Regions from separate parts of the Mus musculus genome. Here region 1 is linked to region 2. Evidence: chromatin contacts called from public HiChIP or PLAC-seq data. All regions are on one chromosome and are shown on one strand. The core of a region is the stretch at or near the end of the contact, and the rest is flanking DNA. Distances in the headings are between cores, read along the strand shown. Region 1 overlaps Plch1 (phospholipase C, eta 1). Region 2 has its middle 79 kb from the start of Strit1.

The links. HiChIP or PLAC-seq counts read pairs in DNA pulled down with a chosen protein or histone mark.
Region 1: a FOXA1 HiChIP or PLAC-seq map of pancreatic cancer cells shows a contact between it and region 2. The contact joins two enhancer-like sites. A contact is called at or near these places in 2 of 484 Hi-C or Micro-C datasets (liver and nephron progenitors) and 2 of 115 datasets of contacts at active chromatin or transcription factors (embryonic stem cells and pancreatic cancer cells).

The regions. Positions count from the first base shown.
Region 1 is chr3:63,804,399-63,807,098 of GRCm38.p6, forward strand. All of the region lies in intron 3 of Plch1 (phospholipase C, eta 1), which reads right to left. Among named protein-coding and RNA genes, the nearest start is that of Plch1, 94 kb to the right of the region's middle. Within about 2 kb of position 1,308, at least 9 of the 459 cell types and tissues checked have an H3K27ac peak or open chromatin away from gene starts, as enhancers often do. A contact at or near this core is called in pancreatic cancer cells, where this site is marked.
Region 2 is chr3:63,561,947-63,564,646 of GRCm38.p6, forward strand. No RefSeq gene overlaps it. Among named protein-coding and RNA genes, the nearest start is that of Strit1, 79 kb to the left of the region's middle. Within about 2 kb of position 1,290, at least 25 of the 459 cell types and tissues checked have an H3K27ac peak or open chromatin away from gene starts, as enhancers often do. A contact at or near this core is called in pancreatic cancer cells, where this site is marked.

The sequences.
Region 1 (2,700 bases), core at 58-2,557, 240 kb after region 2:
GAACACCCAAAGATCAGGACTTGAAAGCCCAGTTGCTCAGTCACACTGTCCTCTGGTCCACTTAGTCCAGTGGAAGCCAGCTCTTCACCTAACACGAACAGCAGCTATGGAGAAGATTGGATGAGATGATGTAACTTAGGCAAGGGTATTCATCAGCTCTCCATACACACTAGATCTTCAACAAACACGAGTTTCTTTCCTTTGTCTCTGAGGACCAGAGCTCAGAAAAGGCAGTAGTTTGTTAGGTACAGTACTACAACTGCAGAAGGCGTTTAAGACCATGGACGACTACACGGCAAGCCCACCCCCTCCTTCCATTCAACTTTGTTGATCTAATTGCTGCGTGAAAGCACCAAGAAGTCTAAGATGTATACATCCCATATCTTAAGTACGCCTTTTCTGGCATGTTATGGCTCTTTTCATCTAATAGTTTAAGTCTCAAATGAACAAATGTCATAGTTTCCTTTTTCTCCACCCTTCGTAAGTCTGAAGAACACACAATTCAAGACCACCCTCTCTCTCCAATATGGCAACACTTTTTCCATGTGCTTTCTTAAAGTATCAAGTAGATCTTCTACATGTTCTCATGAAGAAACTATCAATCCTAAGCTACTCAACAAAGCCCAGCACATGAGTCCAGCCCCAAAGCTCTGCATTTGCTGCTCACTTCCCCTGGATAGAAGTGTGGAGCTCTTCCTCCTTTGACAGAGTTAACATTAAATAATTGAAAGGGCAGAATGTCCACCCAAGTTGAAGGAACTCCTGGTTACCAACTATTAATCTTCATTTTCTTCTCTAGCTCAGGCATATAAGAACAGAGATGCTTTCTTGTCTCAATTTCCTGTACCCGACACATAGTTACGACCTCAGTCATTTTTGGGCTACTGGATTAATGTATTTGTGATTCCCAATAAGCAACTCTAAAAAGGACCCCCATTTTTTTGCAGTTGCTCTCAGTTAGATATGAAGAATACTCCATGAATAAAAGCTAAGGACTAATCTATCCTCTTTAACATTTAAATCTAAGATTTGACAAAGAATATAAATGATGAAAATAGATAAGCGTTCGCTTAAATGTCAATCAATGTGTCCATTCTGCTGTTAATAGAACCCTTGGTTTGGAGATGTTTATTAGACCAGTAAGAATATAGTGGAGCCATCAAACTGGTTAGAAAACAGTGAAAAGGATCTTCCGGAACTCTGGGAATTGAAACTTTTCAAGGGAGGTCGATTTCAGAGAAGCAGTCTTTGGAGTGTCTCTGAGTCACAGCACACAGCACAAAGGAGGGGCATTATCAGAGACCTTCCAGTGCCAATGACTCATCTCCTCCTTGGGCACCCACCATCTCTGTAGCTTTTACTCAAGACTACTGTGAATCACAGAGATGAGCCTAAAATGTTACATGTGAATATTATGAGAGAAGTCAAAAAGACCAAAAGGCTTTGTATTAAAATTTTAACCACTATTGGGGTGGGGAGTAACTGTAGAATTAGAAATTGCTGGAACAAAGTCTAAGAATGAAGCCTCCTGAGGAGAAGTCTGAGCACGTGTGAGAAAACTCCACGAAAACAAAATCTGAGTCTTGTGACCTCAGTTTCTACAGAATATGGAATTGTTCTGGGAATGCGCTTCTGTGCCCCTTCCAGGTGTGTCAGATAGGAGTGAGATCACTCCAGCTGTTGTAATTCATGGGCCTCTATGGAAAAACATGTTTTTGACATGTGCTGCTTGTGCCTGTGATTATATTCAGCTTGAAGTCATGAGAACGTTATTCGGGTGACCTTTCTTAACCCTCAGGGTGTAAACTGATGCTCTGAATAAAGTTTGCTAATACATGACACTTTAGTTCACTTCAGTTTTAGGCCCTACTCTTACAGGTGCATGTCACCAACTGGCATGGTGACAGAAATCATTCATATCCTTTATGTGCTTCTTACTCCACCATGTGTGTGTGTGTGTGTGTGTGATTAATTTGAAAATTTATTTTTATAAACTTCCTAGTATGATATTGCCCATATGGAGTGAAAACTAAATAAGAGATTTAAATCTGGTATGATGGGGAATATATATAAAGTTAGCACTTGAGAAGTAGGAGGCAGGGGAACCCAGGAAATCAACTACATAAGTTCTAGGCCAACATGGTCCATGTGAGACTGTTCTCAAAAACCAAAGAGCCATGTGAGGTTAGGGGTAGGTGTAGAGGACGATTGATTTCATAGGCAAACAACAAAATATTTACACTACTTCAAATTTTTCATCTTAGAGAAAATTTTTCTTACTTATAAAAATCATTTACATAACCCTGAAATTCTGACCCAAATTTTTATTCAAATCAAATTGGTCCACCTTTGGGTCACCTTTACCTGACTTAGAGTCAGAACATTACGTAATAGAGAAAGCAATTCTGAGAATTTTGATAAATTCTTAAAAACACAGCCACTTGGCAAACCACCAATTACCAGTTGTAAAACTGATCTTCAGGTGACTTGCCAGCAGCTCCAGGCAGGCAATGCTAGGGTCACTGTCACACTATGACATTTAAAATGCTGTTGAAACATGCTGCACCCCAAGGAGGAAGCAGACGGTGCAGTAACACCCATGGGATGGACAAGCTCTGCCAGGACTCCAGCTCTCTCTGCCCTGGATCACCAGAATGCTCCACACAATAAGGAGCAATAGTCCACATGGTGGCTTCCTTG
Region 2 (2,700 bases), core at 40-2,539:
AATTTGAAGGTTATACAGACCCCAGATTCCAGCCTCCTGTTCCTCTCCTGGTCAGCTTCCTCATGAACAGAGTGCTGCTACAGATCAAACCATGTGGCTTCACTTTGCCCATTGTGGCAGATTCAATATGTCTTGTTTCCTGGGACCTCTCCTGCTGGTGTACAGGAGCTCTGCTCTCTCACTCCTAAGTTCCTACCTACGAATTTATAATCAAATGCTTTCTAAAACTCACTTTATGGTCTGTAAATTCCATTCTTTCAGTTAAGAAATAAGGACTCAAAGCCAAGCTCTGGCATCTTTGGTGTCTGGGTGTCTGTGGAATTTCCTAGTACTTTCAGAAGAGAAGGGCTCTGCCACCCTCAAAGGTACCCAGTATTCATGTAACACGAAGACTGGTGATTATCAGAAAAGAAAGAACTGTAAGGTCAGCTCCATTCTGCTCTGCCTGGCCTCAGTTCCATTTCTACATCCTCCATTCCCTCAAAGTCCTCACTCTTCAAGAACTTCCACTAGAGGCAAGGTTATATTTAGACATCTAGGGTAGAAGATAGCCATTTTGTTGTGAATGTAAACCTCTCTCTGTCTCTGTGTCTCTCTCTGTATCTCTCTCATTGTCTCTGTTTCTCTCTGTCTCTCTCTCTCTGTCTCTCTCTCTGTCTCTCTCTCTCTCTCTCTCCTGTGTGTGTGTGTGTGTGTGTGTGTGTGTGTGTGTGTGTGTGTGTGTGTCCAGTTCCTAGCAGAGCTTCTAAACTCCCTTGGGTACTGGTGTGGAAGAATAACTTGTTATTCCCAGTAAATCCCTGTCAAATATACCAGGGCTTATGCTAATGAAGTGACCCTTTTGGTATCAGAGTGGTTGCCAAGGAAACATTCACATGATTAGAGAACTGGAAATTTCAGCTCCACTCCCAAGACTTCTAGAGAGGTGGAGTGGAGTTGGTCTCTTTCACTCATGTGCTAGAGCAACAGAGAACCATGACTCCAGGTGGACAGGCCAAATGGTCTGTGACAGGTCCATTTCATACCTCACGTGCATTGTTACTTGCCAGGTCCTCTCTGGTTTTTTTGTAATATTTTTAATAAGATGGAGAAACCAACTGTTTTACTGAGTTTTTTGAGTCATCCTAGGAAATCATGAAACCCATTTAGAGAAACACCAAATTTCCAACTTGTAGAGGTTCAGTTGGAGCCTCTGGTCTCTAATAGGTAGCCCCCAATCTTCCTCTGTCTCCAACCCCGCCCACTCAGAATGTCTCTGAACAAAGAAAAGGCTCCAAAAGTCCAGTTCCACATTCCTGACTGCTGTCACAACCTCCTCCCCTGAAGTTGTGAGTCATCCTGAAAGGACAACATAAACTCCATTTGTCTCCATTTAAGGACCAGGCCTGAGCTCAGAAAAAGGCCATAGGCACCAGTTTCAGGAACAGATCATAAATTCCAGAAACAAGGTCATAAAACCCTCTCCCAAAGAACAGCCTGGGGATAACCACAACAATGGGGAAACAGCTTATCTCAGAATGATCGATCTGCACTGGGCAGCCCTATCTCCTCCTGTGGTGAAATGTTCAAGATATAGGAGTGCAGACCACTGACCACCTGTGACCCCCTAGCACCCACCAAAGAAATTTTAGATTACCTAATCCTTCTAGATATTTCCCCCTATAAGAAGGCCTGTGCACCTTTGTCTAGGGCTGCCATTTTGGGGAATGGTTGACCCACACATGCTTGGTGTTTGTGCAGAATAAATGTTCTTTTTCTTTGCATACTTTCTGAATCTTTAGCGATTTTCAGATCCTTACAACTGAAACCCCCACCTTGGTGACCATACTTGAGCACAATCCCAGCTTGTGGCAAATGTGTCATTTTCTGTCACGTACAATCCATAAAAAACTTCCCCACAATAGCATACACTCAACTGCTTTGGTCTCATCTGCAAGGACTGGTAAACTTGCCCAGGAGCCATTCCCAAATAAAAACACTTTTATAGCTCAGAGACTAGTCTACCCAGGTGAGAGTGTGGACTACAGAAGCTACATAGCTTCTGGGACAGACCCCGTTTCGGGCTCCAGACATCCGAGCACCTTCCCCACCAGAGGAGAGGTGTTTGCCCCACCCGGGAGGGTTCTGCTGGAGCACCTGGGGGAGCCATCATGGGTCCTGGATCCCTCAGAGACTAGTCTTCACAGGTGAGAGTGCAGACTACAGAAGCTACACAACTTCTGGGACAGGCAGAAGAGACACAACTTCTGGGACAGACCCCGTTTCAGGCTCCAGACATCCGGGCACCTTCCCCACAAGAGGAGAGATGTCCACCTGGGAGGGCTCTTTATTTTCCCTTAACATCAATGGACTCAATTCCCCAATGAAAAGACATAGACTAATAGACTGGCTACACAAACAGGACCCAACATTTTGCTGCTTACAGGAAACCCACCTCAGGGAAAAGACAGACACTACCTCAGAGTGAAAGGCTGGAAAACAATTTTCCAAGTAAATGGTCTGAAGAAACAAGCTGGAGTAGCCATTCTAATATCAAATAAAATTGACTTCCAACCCAAAGTTATCAAAAAAGACAAGAAGGGTATACTCATACTCATCAAAGGTAAAATCTAGCACGATGAACTCTCAATTCTGAATATCTATGCTCCAAATACAAGGGTAGCCACATTCATTAAAGAAACTTTAGTAAATCTCAAAGCA